Regions from separate parts of the Mus musculus genome. Here all the other regions are linked to region 4. The links are chromatin contacts, called in public promoter capture Hi-C maps. All regions are on one chromosome and are shown on one strand. Each heading gives the region's core, a stretch centred on a gene start, on an enhancer-like site or on the middle of the called end of the contact. The rest is flanking DNA. Distances are from core to core; before and after follow the strand shown. Region 1 holds the start of Odf2 (outer dense fiber of sperm tails 2). Region 2 holds the start of Rapgef1 (Rap guanine nucleotide exchange factor (GEF) 1). Region 3 holds the start of Ndor1 (NADPH dependent diflavin oxidoreductase 1). Region 4 holds the start of Brd3os (bromodomain containing 3, opposite strand). Region 5 holds the start of Cercam (cerebral endothelial cell adhesion molecule). Region 6 holds the start of Wdr34 (WD repeat domain 34). Region 7 holds the start of Tubb4b (tubulin, beta 4B class IVB).

The links. Promoter capture Hi-C pulls out the DNA fragments that hold promoters and counts their contacts.
Region 1: a contact with region 4 is called in a promoter capture Hi-C map of liver, with 6 times the contacts expected there. The contact joins the promoter of Odf2 here to the promoter of Brd3os in region 4. A contact is called at or near these places in 3 of 39 promoter capture datasets (hippocampal neurons, liver and pre-B cells).
Region 2: a promoter capture Hi-C map of liver shows a contact between it and region 4, with 3 times the contacts expected there. The contact joins the promoter of Rapgef1 here to the promoter of Brd3os in region 4.
Region 3: a promoter capture Hi-C map of liver shows a contact between it and region 4, with 3 times the contacts expected there. The contact joins the promoter of Ndor1 here to the promoter of Brd3os in region 4.
Region 5: a contact with region 4 is called in a promoter capture Hi-C map of liver, with 5 times the contacts expected there. The contact joins the promoter of Cercam here to the promoter of Brd3os in region 4.
Region 6: a contact with region 4 is called in a promoter capture Hi-C map of liver, with 5 times the contacts expected there. The contact joins the promoter of Wdr34 here to the promoter of Brd3os in region 4.
Region 7: a contact with region 4 is called in a promoter capture Hi-C map of liver, with 3 times the contacts expected there. The contact joins the promoter of Tubb4b here to the promoter of Brd3os in region 4. A contact is called at or near these places in 3 of 39 promoter capture datasets (liver and pre-B cells).

Annotation. Positions count from the first base shown.
Region 1 is chr2:29,888,543-29,891,242 of GRCm38.p6, reverse strand. It overlaps Odf2 (outer dense fiber of sperm tails 2), which reads right to left and starts at 1,253. Exons shown (of 21, transcript NM_001369060.1): 1 at 1,032-1,253; 2 at 241-477. The coding sequence starts at 272.
Region 2 is chr2:29,618,323-29,621,022 of GRCm38.p6, reverse strand. It overlaps Rapgef1 (Rap guanine nucleotide exchange factor (GEF) 1), which reads right to left and starts at 1,303. Exons shown (of 26, transcript NM_001039087.1): 1 at 960-1,303. The coding sequence starts at 1,020.
Region 3 is chr2:25,254,086-25,256,785 of GRCm38.p6, reverse strand. It overlaps Ndor1 (NADPH dependent diflavin oxidoreductase 1), which reads left to right and starts at 1,372. Exons shown (of 14, transcript NM_001082476.2): 1 at 1,372-1,569; 2 at 1,845-1,922. The coding sequence starts at 1,435. It overlaps Tmem203 (transmembrane protein 203), which reads right to left and starts at 1,347. Exons shown (of 1, transcript NM_177344.3): 1 at 434-1,347. The coding sequence starts at 1,116. The coding sequence ends at 706.
Region 4 is chr2:27,440,975-27,443,697 of GRCm38.p6, reverse strand. Brd3os (bromodomain containing 3, opposite strand) reads right to left here and starts at 1,262. Exons shown (of 2, transcript NM_001360791.1): 1 at 884-1,262; 2 at 1-770. The coding sequence starts at 315. The coding sequence ends at 61.
Region 5 is chr2:29,868,223-29,870,968 of GRCm38.p6, reverse strand. It overlaps Cercam (cerebral endothelial cell adhesion molecule), which reads right to left and starts at 1,475. Exons shown (of 12, transcript NM_207298.2): 1 at 1,244-1,475. The coding sequence starts at 1,431. 2600006K01Rik (a long non-coding RNA gene) reads left to right here and starts at 558. Exons shown (of 3, transcript XR_003954007.1): 1 at 558-1,409; 2 at 1,599-2,397; 3 at 2,574-2,618.
Region 6 is chr2:30,047,485-30,050,184 of GRCm38.p6, reverse strand. Wdr34 (WD repeat domain 34) reads left to right here and starts at 1,306. Exons shown (of 9, transcript NM_001008498.2): 1 at 1,306-1,501. The coding sequence starts at 1,316.
Region 7 is chr2:25,223,441-25,226,140 of GRCm38.p6, reverse strand. Tubb4b (tubulin, beta 4B class IVB) reads left to right here and starts at 1,439. Exons shown (of 4, transcript NM_146116.2): 1 at 1,439-1,607; 2 at 1,909-2,017; 3 at 2,097-2,207. The coding sequence starts at 1,551.

The sequences.
Region 1 (2,700 bases), core at 4-2,503, 2.4 Mb before region 4:
TAGTGAGTCTGAAGCCAAGCTGAACTCAAAGCATTAAGAGTGATCTTGTTTGCTACTAGTAAGCTGTAGGCGGGGGAGGGGAGTCTTTACTCCTCCCCTTTCAAAGTCACTTTCAAGTGTTTTGGGTCCAGACTTTCAGTACCTGGGAAACTAAAAAAAAGTTTCCATTGAGCCTGGCCTGGGGAGCCCTGACCACCTTTCCCTGCCCTACTGCAAAGGCGCCCCCCACATTGGCTGTACCTGGGGGAGCCGCCTGAGGATGAGGCAGACATGGTTAAGCATCAAAGCCGCAAAGATGGGCAATTGGGTCGGCAGGCTCTGCTCAGGGGGACCCAGAGGGGCTGGCCAATGAGAATCTCAGGGGCCGGGCATCAAACGTCCTCTCTCTGAGGGGAGGAGGGTGGAAGCTTTGGGGGTGGCAGTTGGATGAAAACTTGGGAGGCGCTCCTCTACTGTCCAAGTCGCACAGCAACTGTCCTGCCAAAGTGGGGAGGGAGGGAGACAGGAGAGGCTGAGCGACCTGCGGGGTGCCGAGTGCGCCGCCAGGAGGCAGGTGGAGGGCGCGGCAGGACAGTGAGGGGCCACGTCACTGAAAGGAGGACAACGACCAGCATGCCCAGACCCCACCCGGGAAGAATAGCGGGCCGACGGCTACTAGGGTTTAAACCTGAGGGCTGCCTGGAGTGCGAAGAAGGTGAGAACTGCTAGGCCCCAAGTGGGCCCCCCAGGGGCGGGAACCCGCACAGGGAGCTGGAGGGATCTTCGGGACAGTGCCTGGGCAACTGTCTCCTAGGTGAAGGGGCGTTCCCGGCAGAATAGCTACCAGGGAGAACCAATAGATGGAAGGGGTGGAGCGGCGGCCTAGGCGGGGCGGCATGGAGAGCCAGACCGCTCCTGGATCACCCACATCCCTGGAGCTGGTCTGGAGGGTCCCCGGAGGCCTGCCCACCCCGAGCGCATGTAACTGCTGCGGCCCAGTCCGCAGAGAGCAGGGGTGGCCTCCGGGGAGGATGGGGCGCACGGCCACCCACCAGCGGGCAAGAGGGGACGGGGTTCTGCCCATAGAAGGGCGCAGCCCTGCCCGAGGACAGCAGAGGAGGGAAAGAGCGCTGCCGATGGCCCGGAGAGGACGGAGGCGGCCGGCCCGCCCGTTAGCGGGAGGAGGAAGGGCCCGCGCCCAACGAGGAGCGGGGCGGGCCGGGTTCGGACGCAGGAAGGAGCGCGCCTAGACTCGGGGACGGTGCCCGGTCGAGCCAGCCCCGGGAGCGCGGGGCTTGAACCCGCGGCACTCTACGCCCTGCCCCGCCGCGTGGCCTCTCACCAAGAGCGGCACGGCTGCGCCCAGAACCGTCTCCTTATGAAGTCGTTGAAGTCGGAGGCCAGGGTCGTGCCATGGAGACGCCGCGGCGGATGCAGTCCGGCTCCCGCGGCGGCTCCTCCCCGCTTCCGCCTCCTTTTCCGACAACCGGTCGGCAGCTCGCCCATTGGCCAGTTCAAACCCCCCCCGGAGCCTCTCGGGTTTCGCCATTTAGGCCCAGCCCCCAGCGTCACAGAGATGCCCCGCCCCACACGGGGACGCTCCGCCCACTTCTGGGTCACGAGGCCTGTCCACCGCCCCGTCGTCAGGGAGACACGCGACGCCTCCCGCGCCAGCCGGCCTGGTCTTGCCCCACCGTTCAGGCCACCGAGTCCCCTCCGCCATTTTGCCCTGGTCCTCCTGAATCCTGAACCCTAACGCGCTCCCCTCGAAACACAGGAGGAAGCTGGACGCAGAGGGCGTCTGTACAAGCGACAGGCTGGGGCTTCTGGAAAGCCATTCCTATGCCTCGGCCGCTCAGTGCAGACAACTTGTGCACACTCCACAAACTGTACCCCTCTCCCACACGCCCCAAACCGAAGGAAGAGGCCGCACTCCCCACGCCCCTGCCGCCCTCCCGCACACCGTACGCCGCTTCTATACGGACCTGCTCTGCTGAGGTTCTCTCTGCTGAGCCGCCATCTTCTCAACTATGCTTCCCTGTTAGCCAATCGTGGGGGACTGTCACGAGGCTCACGTTCCCGCCCTGGATTCTGGGAGACTTTAACAACCTCCGGGCTGGGTAGACCTCATTTCCTTGACACCTTAACTCCAACACAGTAGTTGTGCTCCCACCAGCTCCTCCCTGGAGCGTGAACTACCTTCCCACCTCCACAGCCGGCAGGGCAGTCTTACCATGTCATATTTGTTCGTCAACCCTTGACGGTTCATTTTGTGCGTGCAACCCTGGCTGGCCTGGAACTTGCTGCGTTTGAGCAGAAATCTGCCTATCTCTGCTGCTTGCTGGGGTTATAGGAGTACACCAGCAAGCCGAGCCTTTCTTCTTCTTCTTCTTCTTCTTCTCCTTCTCCTTCTCCTTCTCCTTCTCCTTCTCCTTCTCCTTCTCCTTCTCCTTCTCCTTCTCCTTCTCCTTCTCCTTCTCCTTCTTCTTCCTTCTTCTTCTTCTTCTTCTTCTTCTTCTTCTTCTTCTTCTTCTTCTTCTTCTTTCTTCTTCCTTCTTCTTTCTTCTTCCTTCTTCTTCTTCTTCTTCTTCTTCTTCTTCTTCTTCTTCTTCTTCTTCTTCTTTCTTCTTCCTTCTTCTTCTTCTTCTTCTTCTTCTTCTTCTTCTTCTTCTTCTTCTTCTTTCTTTCTTCTTCCTTCTTCTTCTCCTCTTCTTCTTCTTC
Region 2 (2,700 bases), core at 54-2,553, 2.2 Mb before region 4:
AGACACATAGCTCAAAAGAGAATACCAAAACGTTTGTCCCTGTGTTTAAACCAGGGCTGCAAAAGTTACATTCATTGCTGGTTGGTCCCCTGCTAATATACATCCAAATATCCTCAAGTCCACCTATGAAATGGCAGCTTCCAAAAATTAGTGCGGCCGAACACCTTTTCAGGTTCTTACAAGTCTGCCTTCTCTACTAAGTTTCCAGGATAACTGGGTATCCCCACTGTGACAACCCCCAACCCAGGCCCTGGACCACTCACTGCCTACCTTACCTACCAGCCAAGAACCCGCCCTCCCGTAAAAGGAGTCCCTGCTTGACGGCTAATTAAGCTCTGGGCCCCATATGCACAACAGTAATTGACTCTCGGGAGTATCTAACTCCCAGAATATGCAAGCCGGGGGGCGGGGGAAAAACTGGGAGGCGACTCCCCAAGATTTCCAGGAACACACAAAGAGATGAGGTTTGCACCAAGATCGCATCCACCTTATTCCCCCATCCCCAATGACTCTCCACTTGCCCTGCTTGCAGAGCAAGGCAGAAATATTAGAGGACAACTTGGCTGCTCCCTGAAACATCGCTCCAACACACCCTAGCCTGCTGTCCTTTGAAGCCACCGAAGTGGACACTTGTGGTTAAACTCGAGGCTCATTAGGAGTGACACATTTTATAACTGGGCTGCCGATCACCTCTGGAGCGCGCCTGCTCTTCTGCATGCGGTCGGGGCCAGGCCTCCTAAGGGTCCCGGGCTCCAGCCATTGTGGGATGTTCCAGGGAACAAGGCTACAGGGACCTCCACTCGCTCCCCCAGAATCCTGCTAGCATCACAGGCCCCCCGCCGCCGGGCAGGCCCGGTTCAAAGATGGCCCTCGCGGCGTCGCTGCCAGGCTGGGGCCCGGACTGGGGGTCTAGCGCACGAGGCCAGGAGGCGCGCCGCCCGCCCGCCCGCCCGCCTCACCTGCTTTCTCGATCTTGCCGGACATTTCCGGGCTGCGCCGGAGGCCGAGGCCGCTGCTCATCAGGGCCCGGCCCGGCCGCTGCGGGATAAGAGGCCGGCGCGCCCGCCGCTCTACTGGACCGGTGCTCGCCGCGCCTCACACTCGCGCCGTCATGGCGGGCTCCGCGCGGCCGCGGCTCGTGCGCTCGCCGCCCGCGCTCCAGCCCGCACCGGGCCTGCCACTCCGCCGCTCCACCTCCCGCGCAGCCGCCGCTCCGGGGCCGCGAGCCGCCGGCCGCAGCGCCGCGCCGCCGCCCGCCCGCCGGCCTGGGCCCCGCGGCCACGGCGCCACCTGCCGGAAGCCCACCGCGCCGCTCGCGCCACAGCGCCCCCTGATGGCCCGGAGCCGAACTAAGCCTGGCGCGAGGCGCAGCGCCCTCTACCGGCTTGGAGTCCTCCGCGCCACAGCTCGGTATAGACCCCACCCCTTTCCTCAGACACAGAGAAAGAGATCAAACCTATGACTGACAGCTCCAATTCAGGACTTCCGCATGCCCTCCCATCAAAGATCAGAGCCTCCGGTAACCCAGAGTTTTCCATCTCAAGTTGTGGGCTAGCTTTCCGTGTCTGTTACCCAAGTTCAGCATCCTCCTCAGGCCCAAAGCTCCTCTAATTGATCCTAAACTAGACTCAACAACACTGAAAACACAAGAAGCCTGCTCAACAACGTTTGGGACTGCCACCCACCTTCACCCCGTCATCCCCCATACACACTATGTGAGTCTCAAGGGCCAGTGAAAGGCAGAACCTTTAGCCAGATGTGGGCCCCGATCCTCCAAGCCAAGGCTGAGGCCCAGACCTGGAGTGACACAGAAGATCTGGTTTGCTTTGCTCACGAAACCCTCCAATGGGAACATCCAGCTTAAAGAGCAGTCTTTTCTAGTATGCAAATGAGTTCGTTTACAGTTCATTTTAGGCATTCAAAGAACCTTTGCTATGTATGATGTCATATCCTACCATGACTAACCCAGTGGATTCTTCCCTTCAAACAAGCTCATGAATAGGTTGGAGAGTCAAATCATATCATTAAGTATTAGTGAGCAATACGTTTTAGCAAGACAAGAGATACAGGGAAGGGCGCTCCCTGCTCACTGTTTTTAGCTAAGATGGAATTCACATCAGCAGCGAGTGTGCAAGCACATGTGTGCGCGCACAGAGAGAGAGAGAGAGAGAGAGAGAGAAAGTGAGTGCTAGGCTAGGGACCATCCAAGATAGCTCAGCAAGTAAATGCAACTGCTGCCGAACTTGACTAGACCTACACGGCTGAGGGAGAACCAATTTCTGCAGAGTGTTCTCTGACTTGCACACACACATATACACACACACAGAGACACACTATGTAACTTAAGAACACTTAGAAGTCTGCTTTGCCTCTAGATATGTAAGCTAGTGGTAGGGCAAACCTTGAGAGATGTGCAGGGAGAAGTTCAGGGTGACGGATGCCACCAAAGATTTCTATTTCCATCTCCCTATACTCTACAGTCCCCTGATTCTGTGACTGAGGGCTGCCTACAATCGGCAGCCAAATTTCCAGAGCCATGGGTCCGAACCCTCTAGGGGTCAAAGGCCAAGCCAAAGATTGACAAATTCATTTCCCTTTTCAAGTTGACAAATGGCTGCTCAGGGCCAGAATGGCTCTGCTCTGCTCTGGTGGAAGCTGCATCAGCAAGGCAAAATTGGCGAATCGCTCAAGGCCCGCCCT
Region 3 (2,700 bases), core at 123-2,622, 2.2 Mb after region 4:
CTTCTGGAGTGTCTGAAGACAGCTACAGTGTACTTACATATAATAAATAAATAAATCTTTAAAAAAAAAAAAAAAAAAAAAAAAAAAAAAAAAAAAAAAAAAAAAAAAAAACTGCAATCGGTTGAGCCAGGAAATCAAGCAATGCCTTGAGACCAGAATTTTTTCTCAGATGGCAGATACCCACACAGGGCCCTATTCATGCCCTTTCTCAACAGTCTGCTTTCTCTTTGTCTTTGTGAGGTGGAATGAACAAAAGGCTAGTCTTTGGCAGAAAAGAGGAAAAGGGATGCCAGCCCTCTTTATCAATCGTATAAGTCTGCCCTGGACAGATGAAGGGACATGCTCTGAGGTCAGTGCTGCTGAGTGAACAAGCTGATTTATAAAGGGGGCACATCACCATGGGAAATACTCAGAGCCCAGCAGGATATTTTACTTATATGCAGTCTCCAAATGCTGGAAAAGTTCAGTATTGACTGGCAATTCAGAGCATGAATAACTGGAAATAAGTTTTAATAAACAAGACTTCACTTTTAAGCTTTGCTCGAGGAAACGATCTTATATATAAAGAAAACTGGACAGTAAACTGGGCACAAGCAAACACTGATTTCTGACCAAAGCTCCACCAGTGTGGCACCAAGTTGGGTCAGGACCGGGAGGTCCAGAACTCCAGCTGCGCAGTGCTCCATTTCCAGCCACTGCAAGAGGCTAGTTGACGCGACAAGCCCGGATCATGAGCAGCTGCAGGAGAATGAAGACCGGAGACGTGATCAGGCCGAACCAGAGCTCTCGAGTCTGCTCCACTAGCTTCTGGCACAGCAACATCTCAAAGACAAACTTGAGGCTAAGGACGGTGAGAACCCAGAAGAGGCGCAGCACAGCCAGTCGCTTCTCCCCATCTTGGAAGAGTCGAACGGAAACGATGGTGGTGAAGTAGGTACTGAGCCCGTCGGCGGCGAAAAAGGGCACAAAGACGTTCCACCAGGAGAGGCCCGGAGTCAAGCCATCCACTCGCAGTGCCAACAGTACGGAGAACACCAACAGGGCCAGCAGGTGCACGAATATCTCAAAGGTGGCGAAGCCCAGCCACTGCACCAGCTCCCGCAGCGAGAATAACATCGCGCCTGCTTAACACCGGCCACCGGTGCCCCGCACCGGGCTGTGACGTCTCCGACCGCAGACCTGGCGACCGCCTGCTGCCGCCGCTGCACACGGGAGGCAGCAAGCAGCCCAACCTGGCCTGGACGCCGGCCCTGGGGCTCTGCGACCCTGAGGACCCCAACCCCGGACCCGGAACCGGAGGCTAGCAGAAGCCCGTGGTGTCCAGATGCTATCCCCGCCCCTCCCCCCGCTGGCGCAGTTGAAACGCGTCATTTCCTGTTGACAGCGGAAGGGGGAAGTTGGTGAGGTGTGCGGTTCTGGCCGGCGTGTGCAGTAATGCAGGTTCCACAGCTCCTGGTGCTTTTCGGCAGCCAGACTGGTACAGCCCAGGACGAGGCGGAGAGGCTGGGCCGTGAGGCCCGGCGCCGGCGGCTAGGTTGCCGCGTGCAGGCTTTGGACTCTTACTCCGTGGTGAGGCTCGGGCGCTACGGCGGAGACCCTCCACCGGACTTCGCGCCCTCGGATGGAGGACGTTTGAGTGAGGCCCTTTGGGCCCAAGCGGATTCAGGGGAAAGGGAGGCACTAGGTTGAGGCCTGAGAAAGTAAAGCCTGGTAGCCAGTGGGAATAAGTGTCCAAACACTTTTACTCTGTTCCCCTAGGTGAAGGTGGTGGTGGGATGCGGTGCAGGGAGGGCACTGATCAAGGCTGCCAGAGACCTTACATCTACTTGTGTCTTGTCCTCGAGGCGAATCTCATTAGGGAGCCCCTGGTGATATTTGTTTGTGCGACCACAGGCCAAGGAGACCCTCCTGACAACATGAAGGTAAGGTTGGCCTAATGTGTACCCTCATCCTGTTTTCATTGCTGTATAAGAGTCCCAGCGTGCACAGAAATAGCTTCCCTTCAACGCGTGTTGAGTATGAGAGGTGCCTTTGAGAGAGATTCTTTTTGTAGATCCGAGGAGAGAAATAGCTCTTAAAACCACACCTGGTGCTAGGGAAAGTGCCAGATGTTCAGAGAGTAAAGGGGGTCCTGAAATCGTACACAACTCTTGGGAAGGAAGGAGCACACCTTTAATTCTAGCTCTTGGGAGGCAGGAGCAGATGGAGCTGGCCAGGGCTACATAGAACCTGTCTCTAAAATAAATTAATAAAAGGAGGGGCAGATGGTGGTGAGAAGCAACCTGTGTAAAGGGCAGAAAGTTGAGGATTCCCCAGCCATGAACTGTGCTGACAGAAAAGGGGTAGGAAGAAAGGTTCATTCAAAAATCCTGGATAGCTACAGTGAAATGTCCTATTAAGATGAAAGCTATAGGGACTATGGAATTGACACAGTGATGCTGTCAGTGTAGCAAGACCACCACCTATCTGAACATGGCAAGAATAATGCTAGGCAATAAATATATCCCCGTAAGCAGGAGGTGCACACGTGCCTTGAGCTGGGTGGTGGCCCAAGGCTGAATAAATCAGGCATATTCCAGAGAGCCCAAAAGGTAGACTCAGCAGGGTGTGTAATCAGAGGGATATAAAAGATGAGGGCAGAATCACAGCACAAGAACCCAAAGTAAAGCCGGGGGAGGTTGTGCACGCCTTTAATCCCAG
Region 4 (2,723 bases), core at 13-2,512:
GTGTTGCGTTTTTATACCACGGCTTGATCTTCATGGCCATCAAGGGTCTTCTCCCTGGAATTACATGATTGAGCAAAACTTAGACTGGCCAGTGTCCCTAGAGACCCCAAGCTGGTTTTTGTCTCGAACTAAGATGGCCTCATTTCCATACTGGGAGTACCACATGCTGCGGCTTCTGCTCAGGTATGTACTAGGTGGTACAGACTCCAACTTCTGCTGCTCTTGTTGCCAAATGAGCAAGGACGTATCCCTGTACCGGAGGCGGGCATAGGATTCTGACAGGGCCTTTTCTGCCAGCGGGACTCGCCCACTCATCCCACAGGCCCAGCGTCCTGCACACCTGGCTTTCCTCCTAGGCCAGGAACAGCCGGCTGCTGTGCTTTGTAACTAGTTGGCCAACAACCTTGATGGCTGTTGGGTTTGGGAGTCCTTGTTCAACTTAATAGTGAAAGTAGGTAACTTAGACCTTCCATAGGCAAGATCCTCAGGAGGGCAGGAGAATCCAAGACACATCTCTGACCATTCAGGAGCCACGTGAGAGCCATTCCAGACAAAGTGCTCTAGTGTTGACAGTGACTCCACACCACTCCTGGGAAGCTTATCAGGTGTCCACTGCCGCTGCAATACTGCTGAGCTCAAAGAGATGTATCCAGGGTGTCTGCAGCAGGGGCTGGCCTGTCCACCCCGCTCAAAACACAATGGGGATGTGGACTAAGCGTTGGTTCAGGTCCTTTCTTCTAGCCAGTCTTCCACTCTTACCAAGGGTGACACTACAAAGGGAAGAAACTGTCGGAAGGGGAGGGGAGTCGGGGACAGGCCCAGCATGGGCCTCACCACCAGGAGCAGCCTCTATGGGCCAGAGTGTTCAAGCGAGGTTACTCACGGATGCAGCTTGCTGAGCTGAGCTGAGCGGAAGGATGAGGCGGATGGACAATCGCAGGTCCCTTAATAACCCACAGACGGTTGGCGGTCCCAGGGTCTCCTCTCCGCTGGTGAGAGAAGCGGTCCTCAGCTATGGAGTAGAGAGCTACTGGAAGGAGGAAGGATGCGAGCCCTACGCCCCAGCGGCCAGCAAAGTCACCGCTTGCCCGGATGCTCCAGCGAAGCAGACTTTGCCACCGGCGCTCGCGGACACGCGTGGGCCTGCTGACGCAAGGGATCCAGGTCCCGGGCAGAGCCAGGAGGCCGCGGCTACGTCTCCATGGCAGCGTCGCAGGCGTGGCGAGCCGAGCACCGAGGACCAGCCTGCAGACGGACACATCGATCATTCTGTGGGCGGGGCCAAAGACCTAGAGGGAGAGGAGGAGCGTCCAGAGGGCGGTGGGGAAGGAAAGGGGAAGGACTGGAGTGGGAGGGGGAGCTTGGAGAGAACTTAGGTTAGGGGGCGGAGAGAATAGGGGGAGGAGGAGATCCAGAGAAAAGGGAGAGGGGAGGAGCTTGAAGAGAGGAGGAGCCGGAGAAAGAGGCAGAGCGAGATCCAGGATAAGGAGAGAGTGGAGAGAGAGGAGGATCCCGAGAAATTTGGGAGTGTGTAGTGGGGGAAGAATCTAGGAGATGGGGAGGCTCTGGAGGGGGGAGCATGAAAGGAATGCTAGGAGAAGACAGAGCTAGGGAGGAGAGGATGAGGATTGAGAGGAGGAGCCTGAAGAGGCAGAGGAAGAAGAGGCGTTTGGGGGAAGCAGAGTGGGCATTGCAGAGTGGAGGGGGTGGTAAACACAAAGGGAGAAGCCAGGATAGAAAAGGAGCCTGGGGAAGACACTCTGGAGTCAGGACTGGGAGGGAGATGGGGCTAAGAGCTGGGGAGAAGAGCTTGGGGGCATTGTAAGGAGGAGCATGGAGGGTGAGGAGCGGCTAGGAAACCTGGAGGAGATGCTGAAGAGGGATTAGGAGTTAGCATTAGGCACCTTCCCAGTTCTCGATCCTAACATGGTTTCTGAGGTTTTCTTTCTTTCTTTCTTTCTTTCTTTCTTTCTTTCTTTCTTTCTTTCTTTCTTTCTTTCTTTCTTTCTTTCTCTCTCTCTCTCTCTCTCTCTCTCTCTCTCTCTCTCTCTCTCTCTCTCCCTCCCTCCCTCCCTCCCTCCCTCCCTCCCTCCCTCCGTCTCTCTCTTTCTTTCTTTCTTTTTTTGTTTTTTCGAGACAGAGTTTCTCTGTATAGCCCTGGCTGCCCTGGAACTCACTTTGTAGACCAGGCTGGCCTCGAACTCAGAAATCCACCTGCCTCTGCTTCCCACAGTGCTGGGATTAATTTTATGTTTGGGTTGGAGCTTTTGTGGTCTGGAGTTTGACGCCACGGCCTTGGGCATGTTAGGCAAGTGCTCTAAGGCTAAGCTTTGTCTTCAGTCCTTATTTTCTTTGTGCAGTTTCCTTCTCAGACCTATTGCTGTTATTATTGACATCCCACTCAGATGATGGGCACATTTGTTTTCAATTTATTTAATGTGGTGTGGGATGCATCATTTCAAAAGTAGCTGCGAAATTCCGCCATTCCACATACTGCTCATTTGAATTGTCCTAAAGCCCCAGGAAAATTCAGCATACACTCCTATTACACCCGACCAAACACTGTGACCCCGTGTCCATCATTTTTCTGCATAAGTTCTATTTTCACACTTTAGTCCGATGCCAGTTAAGAATATTGACATCAGTGGGTGTTGGAAAAGGAGCAGGGTGGGATGGTGGTGGCAGGAATTTTCGAGGCAGAGGCAGGCAGATCTCTGAGTTTG
Region 5 (2,746 bases), core at 226-2,725, 2.4 Mb before region 4:
CTCCAGTGGAGGTGCTGGAGGATGTCCTGTGTAGCCTCAGGCAAGGTCCATGCCTCTCTGTGCTTCACGTCTGTCCTTCTAATTTTGTGCATTGTACTGTGGGAATTGAACCCAGAGACTTGTACACATCAAGCAAGCCCCTGACCCCTGAGCCATCCTCGGCCTGAGTGCACTTGAAAAGTCCCTTGAGCTTAAAGATTGCACCTGCCACGTCCCTTCACTTCCGTCCCTCTTCATGGCTCCACACATCAGGCCTTTTCCAGCTCAGAATCAGACAAAACAGTCATTGCCTTTCTCTCCTTACCTAACTCCCCCCAGCTGTAATTAGGCTCACACCATGCTCCGACAACCCCTGAGAAGTGTTAGTGGTGATCCAAGTTCTGTTACCATGGAGCACAGCTTTCCCTCTGCTGGGGAGGGGGCTCTAGTAATGGAGGTGGAAGGCTTAGCCAAGAGCCCAGGTTTTAGGCGATGCTGTTCCTTTAAGCCAATTCCCCAGAACTACGTGTCAAGTCTTACAGGGGTGGGAACTAACTAACTCCCCAAGTGTGGTGGCTGTGGGCAGCCTCCCCAGGCCACAGCTCCACCCCAGCCCAACTTTGGTGTGCTGTGAGGAGTACTCTATCTCCAGCCTCTGCTCAGGCTCCTCCCTGTTTTGACTTTTTTAGACAGGGTACTGCAACCTCTGATCCCAGCGTCCCATGAGACCACACCCTTGGCTATCAGAACCAGCCAGCCCCTCTCTCTACCCAGAGAAGCTTAGCAGTACCACTCAGAAGGGCACCCGAGCATGCCGCCTGGAGCTGAGGGTTCCCTCCACCTGCTCTCTAGAAACCTCCAGTCTGACTGATCCTTTCTATGCTGGGCCCCAGGGGATTCCAGAGGTTCAGTCTGTTCTACCGCACATCAGGCAGACCACAGGTCTTTACTGCGATGTACTGCCGAGCCCCAAGGGCTAGGTCAGAAAGGACAGGCCTAACTGAAACCCAGGGGAAACCCGGGAAGCCGGGGACGCCCGAGACATGTAGGGAGCCCAAAGGAGGGGTGAGTGTCCCTGGGCTGAACCCTGGCCTCAGAGGTCTATTCTTGCCCCGCGGGGTCTAGGAATACTGTTGAAGGGCTGTCTGGGAGGGAGGAGCTTGTTCGGGTTGTGTCTGGGCAGAAGTAATGAGGCCTCCAGGTCAAAAGCCTTCCTGGGTCCTGGGGCTTGATGCCCATATGCACCCACCCCTGGATCTCTCACCAGAGGGCCAGCCTGGCCCGGGGGTAGTCCAGGCGCTCCAGCGCACCCAGGTAGTGGGGCAGAGAGTGTTCAGCATTGCGGGCCAGGATGGCAAGGACCACGGTGGGTAGCGTCGGCTCTGTGACACTGGCAGCCCGGAGCTGCTGCCCCAACAGGAGCAGCAGAGGTAGGAGCCGCGCAACGTGCATGGCGGGACTCGGTGGCTGTGGAGGGCCCCGGGTTTCCCACCACAGTAGGGAGGGGGCGGGATGGGCGGGGCATGGAGGCGGGGTCTTAGAGGGGCGTGGTTACTGCCTTGGGGCCCCTGCGCCCCTCTTAGGCGCCTGTACGCTCCGCTGTCCTCTTCTCCGCCCAGGCCCTAGAGGTCCAGGGTTAGGCACCTGCTCCAGACGCGTCCTGGGGTCCGCCTTCTCCGTGTGGACCTCGGAAGGCGTTGGCACGGAAGGAAGGATCCGTGGGCCATGGTGGACCGCTTGTACCATGGGCGTTCATCTCACTCCTGGAATACTGACACCCGGGATTCCCGGCTCTCTGCCTCTCAGCCGTGGAGGCTGCAGTCTTCGCGAGGAGCCCAGGTTCCCGCCCCCTGCTCCATCTGAGACGCCCTCTGGCGGCCTGAGGCAGTAACTCCACATACCCAGCAGATGACGCGATGAGTTGGAGAGCAAGCCCAAGCTTGGGGGAGAGGACTGAGTGCAGCTGATCTGGCCACTTCCGCGACCTCGCATCACCTCCGCAGGCTCCGGCCCTTAAAGCAAAGCCCTTCTTTCAATTGCTTTGTTTGTTTGTTTGTTTGTTTGTTTGTTTGTTTCGAGACAGGGTTTCTTCTCTGTGTAGCCCTGGCTATCCTGGAACTCACTTTGTAGACCAGGCTGGCCTCGAACTCAGAAATCCACCTGCCTCTGCCTCCCAAGTGCGGGATTAAAAACGTGCGCCACCACCGCCCGGCTTCAATTGCTTTTTAATACAATAAAATTAAAGATTGCATCTTTAACTTCCCAAATAAGACCTAAGCAACATCATCACATTGACTCTGAGGAGCATTTCGTTTGACACAATGTGTTTGTTTTTTCTTTTGAAAGAAGAGTTATTTGGGAGGGGATGCACTTGGTCCTGTGGAGGCTTGATGCGCCAAGAAGGAGGATACTAGAAGGGTGAGGAGGGAACAACGGGTGGGTGGGTGGTTGAGCTCCCTCTTAAAGGCGAAGGGGAGGGAGGTGGGATTGGGGAGATCCTGGAGGGAGGACTGGGAAGGGGAACAACATTAAAACATAAATAAGGGCTGGTGAGATGGCTCAGTGAGTAAGAGCACCTGACTGCTCTTCCGAAGGTCCGGAGTTCAAATCCCAGCAACCACATGGTGGCTCACAACCATCTGTAACAAGATCTGACGCCCTCTTCTGGAGTGTCTGAAGACAGCTACAGTGAACTTACATATAATAAATAAATAAGTCTTTAAACAAATAAATAATAATGATAATGATGGTAATAATAAAGCAGAGC
Region 6 (2,700 bases), core at 57-2,556, 2.6 Mb before region 4:
CCTTGTTAGGAAGACTTTTCTATGGCTTTTTATTATCCCTCCCAGTGCTGCTAATCTAATCGGCCTTCCTGGCCTTGGCTGCTCTGCTGAGGGGCATCCTGTCCCTGGGTGGTGCACTGAGAACAGGACCACGGCAGGCTTCCTAGTCTCAGAAAAGAGGAAATAGACCCAGAGGCCTAAACTAGCAGATGGTTGTCTAGAGGCTCCAGGCTTGGTTTGGGGGATCAGGCAAGCCACCTGTAAGATCTTACTGGGTGACTTTGGACGATTCCATATCTGACTGTAAGAGGCACAGGAGTAATAACAATTGAGCTATAGGGGTAGTTCATTGGTAGAACATAGGAGCTGGCATGCAGAAAGCCCGGGGTTCAACCCCAGCACTTCAAAAAGCAAACCAGCTAACTAACAAGCAAGCACACGGAAGGCTAAGGATTTAATAAGATAAACACTCATTTCTAAGCCTCTGCCGGCAGTGGTGGCGCACGCGTTTAATTAATCCCAGCACTCGGGAGGCAGAGGCAGGCGGATTTCTGAGTTCAAGGCCAGCCTGATCTACAAAGTGAGTTCCAGGACAGCCAGGGCTATACCGACAAACCCTGTCTCGAAAAACAAAAGAAACAAACAAAAAAACCCAAACAAACATAAGCCTTTGGGTGCTTGGCTTGACACACTATAGGCACGCACTAACTTGTAGTTAACATTTCGTGTGTGTTGAGGACTGAACCTGGGGCCATCTATCATTGAGATCAACTTCTCCTGTGGTTAGTCTCGAATTTTAATTTAACAAGCATTTTATTTTATTGTTTATGTAAATTTATTATTAGGCCTCCCATCCATTCAATCCCACGTTCGATCTGTGTATGATCTATTTCATTCCATTCATTGGAAATGATGCCAACTCAAATGGCGCAAAGTACAGTTCTGGAGTAGTCGGCTGCTTCCAGCCCGGCCGGTTCTCCGGACCAGCATGGCCCACTAGGCCTGCGGCGGTCCTGCCTCTGCGCCCGGCCGCTCAGCGCCATCTTTGAACCTGGAGCCCACGCCTCACTTCCGCTCTTTTCCTTATACCACGAAGAGCTGTTCCGGACCCCCAAATGGCCTCTGGGCATAGGGCAATCCCAAATCGCTGCGGTTTTGTTGTATTGGCTGATAAACATTTTCATTATTTTTCTTCTGGGCCTTAAAGACGATGCTGTAACCAGTTCAAAAACGGCGCCCACAGCTTCACTTCCTCTCGTCGGACTTCCGTTTGTGGGGGGCGAACCCGCTAAGGTCACGTTCCAGGGCGCAGGCGCGAGAGGGCGGGACCGTCGCCATGGCAATGTGCGCGTCGCCCAGGCCTTTTCGGCGCGTTGGAAGCGCTGGAGCTGCTGCCCTGGCTGCTGGCGGGGCTGGCGGCGCCGAACGGCGAGGGCGGCCTGCGCCTCTTCAGGATGAGACCCTGGGCGTGGCGTCCGTGCCCTCGCAGTGGAGGAGCGTCCAGGGGATCCGCGGGGAGACGGTGAGGGCGCGGGCCCGCTATGGCAGCGCGGGCGGGAAGGCCTGGCGCAGCGTTGTGTTTTCACGGCTTTTTTGTTTTTGTTTTTTCGAGACAGGGTTTCTCTGAGTATCCATCCCTAGCTGTCCTGGAACTCAGAGATCCGCCTGCCTCTGCCTCCCAAGTGCTGGGACGAAAGGCGTGCGCCACCACTGGTCCGCGTGTTTTCATGTTTTAATGAAAAAACTCACAGATGCTTTCGCGTTAGCCTTTTTTTCGGTCTCTGAGGAGAAAGAAACCAACCAACGAAAACAAACAACAACAAAAGCAAACCAGGACAACAGAACTCTTAGGGGTCCCATGCTGTCGTTAAATGACATGTAGTTAATTTACATGGTGGATCGTGCACGTGTCACAGCGCCTGTGGAGGTCAGAGGAGAACTTTACACAAGGTTGTTATTTCTTTGCACCACGAGGGGCCTGGGAATCCAACTCAGGGTGTCATGCTTGGCTAAGTGCCCTTACCAGCTGAGCCATTTTTGGAAGTTTTTTTTTTTTTTTTTTTTTTTGTGAATAGCAGTTTTTAGGCATTTCAACTTGACATTATTGGTGTTTGAAATGGTCAGATACCTTGAGGGCTAGCTTGAACGGTTTTCTATGTTCCTTTGTTGTTGTTCTTTTGTTTGTTTGTTTGCTTTTGTTTTTGTGAGACATGAGTTTCACTGTGTGCCCTGGATGTCTTGAAACTTGCTCTGGAAACTAGGCTGGCCTTGAACTCAGAGATTGCTGGAATTAAAGGCCTCTCTCACCACTGCCCTGCTATGGTTTTCTAGTGTAACCCAAAAACATACAAATAATGAGATAACGGAGGCCTGATGCTGACCAACTGGTGTGTTAGGGATTCATCAGCAGGGAACCTGGAGATAGCTGCTTTCCCGGTGGTTGCAAGGATTACAGTAAGCCATGTATGTAGACAATGTACTGTAATGCCACATCGGTGTGTCATGTTACCGACAGAGCAGGGCTGAGGAACTGTTGGAAAAATGGATGTTGAGTGGCATTTGAGAAGACCAGATCAAGCGTGAGCACTGGCCGACTCTGGAGCTGGGGTCAGCACATTTGTTTGAGGTGTTGGAAGGGGCTGGAGAATCCTTGAGGAAAAGGGAGAGTGGTCCCAGGTTAGGCCAAAATGGGTAAGTAGAGACAGGTCAAGTAAAGTCTTG
Region 7 (2,700 bases), core at 190-2,689, 2.2 Mb after region 4:
CACTGCTCAGGATACAGGACTCTGCTTGTCCTGGTGGGGTTTTTTCCTGTGACATGGTTGGTAGGTACTTGGATACCACAACCAACAGGGATTGCCTAACACCCTTAGTTTTGAAGGTAGTTCATTCCAAAAGCCAGAAGTGGCTAGACTGAGACAGACCCATTGTATAATATTCCTTTAAAAAGTTACACATCAGACATGAAGACTAAGAACTGTAGTCCTTGCATTCTGGAGGCTAAGGCAGAATTCCAGGTTACAGGCCAGACGACTCTGTCTCATAAGCAATGGCGTAGAGAAATTACCAACTAGACCATTTTGTGGGCAGAAAGATATTGGGGATCAAAATGCCAAGGTGGGGGGAGCAAATGGAGAAAAAGGATTGTTTCAGAACTACTTGCCTTCGAGAGGTAGCTGACTTGGGAGGGAAGGTTAAAGTTAAGGTGAACAGAAATCACTTTAAGAGACCTGCTCTTCTGGTAAACAGAAACTTTTAAGCTTGTTTACCTGGTCAAGTCCTGTTTAGGACAATGTCAGCACTACCATTTTGGGGGTAGGGGTGCTTTGGACCTGACCCTGAAAAAAAAAAAAAGAAATATGTACATGTATTGCTCTCCATTACAGGACAGGGACTTGCACACGTTTGTTTGTTTGTTTTTCCCTCTAACAGTCATGGCCAGGCATGCCCAGCCCTGTAGTCTCCATGCAGCTCTGTGCGCACTTGGAACTCAGGCTCCAAGGAAACCGGCTCTTGGCCAGCAAGTTTCCACAACATCTAGGGAGGCCGAAGGGGCGGAGGGATGGCCCTCCCAGGGGTGGGGTGGGGAGGGGAAGAGAGAAGGGGGGGGGGGAGAGGGGAGGGGGGAGAGAGAGAGAGACAGATAGAGACAGAGGACCCCGCGCCTGCCCAGTGCGTCCCGGAAGGGCCCGGCGCCTCATCCAGAGCCTATTATTGTTAGCGTTTCAATTCGCCTCAGCTTGAGGCTTGCAAGGTGTGTTCCGGATCGACAATGCCTGCCCGCGTCTCCTTTCTCTCCCCGCAGCAGCTGCCAGACCTACCAAGCCGCCCGAGCCCACAAAGCTCTGAAAAGTCGCCCCCTCCCTTTCAGCCGGAAGCTGGCTTTCCACGTCCCACCCGCGCGCTGCACTGCGGCGGTTACCAGGACGCCAAAACAGCGCAGCCAATAGTGTCAGGCTCTCGGAGTGCTCCCAGGAGGCAGCCAATGGAAGTGCAAATCAATCATTTGAAACACCCAATGGATTGAGCACTGCGGCGCCAGGGCGGGGATTGTGATAGGGGGAGCCGTAGGCAAGCGTGACCAATAATGAGAGTATATTGTTGGGAAGGCGGGCCCCAGACCGCTCGATTGACGGAAATGTAGCCAATCAGACAAGGATAATTCGTGGCCTCGTTCTGAAAGCCCAATCCTGTGCTGACGAGGGCGGGTCATAAGAGGTATATAAATGTTGGCAGAGCGTCGGTTGTAGCACTCTGTGCGCCTGCTCCTCCCGAAGTGCTCCTCTTCTACAGCTGTTCCGCAGTCGCCGCCGCCATGAGGGAGATCGTGCACCTGCAGGCTGGGCAGTGCGGCAACCAGATTGGCGCCAAGGTAGGAGGCTAGGTTTCTGCGAGCCAGACGCCACTGGGACAGCCAGCCGGGGAAGATGGCGGAAGCGGCCCGGAGCGTCGCCCTTCATTGCGTCCTGGATACCGGCGTACGCTGGGCCGAGACGTAGCGCCGGTGGCTGGTGTCGGTGGGGCGGACGGTGCGCGGCCCTTAGGGATTCGTCGCCCTGGCGCTCCTGAGACTGGAGGGAGGGGGAGGGCCTGCCGCACCCATCCGGGGCGGGGCTGCCTTGGAGCGCACCGGCCGGCCGGCGTGACTCAGCTAACGCCCGACTCCCTTGCAGTTCTGGGAGGTAATCAGCGACGAGCATGGCATTGATCCCACTGGCACTTACCACGGAGATAGCGACCTCCAGCTGGAGCGCATCAACGTGTACTACAACGAAGCCACCGGTAAGGCTCCTCTACCCCATCCATCCTCCTCACCACCCTTCCAGTTTGAGCACACTTGACGTCCCCCTGTCCCAACCAGGTGGCAAGTATGTGCCCCGCGCCGTGCTCGTGGACTTGGAGCCCGGCACCATGGACTCGGTGCGTTCAGGGCCCTTCGGGCAGATCTTCAGACCTGATAACTTCGTCTTTGGTGAGTGTGGTGGAGGTGTGGACGGGCTTGCTACCCATGAGGCTCAAAGGTCAAGGGGCTGACCTAAAGTTCTTCCTTAATAGCCACCAGGTGTACACTTTCTTGCCCTCTGAGTCACTCAATCCCTTGGCCGAAAGCAGCTTTAGGAGGAAGGTCCAACTGACTGCGGGTAGATTAGTTGCTAGTAGAGAGTATGAGAAGACCTGACCTAGTGGCAGGGGCCCTGTACTCTCCTTGAACATTGGCAGGGGTGCCTTTGGAAGTATTTACTGTCTTAGCTCTAGTGTGTTCTGTACATCTCCGTCTGGTCTCCCCCACCCCCCATCCCCAATCTATGTATCCCTGCCTGGCCTCTTTAACTGTAGACCAGGCTGACCTTAAACTCAGAACTACCTGCCTACCAAGTGCTGGGATTAAAAGCTTGTGCCATTATGCACAGCACCCCCTCTCCCCTTTTTTTTAACATGGCAGATTGTTTTGGGTCTGTACACTT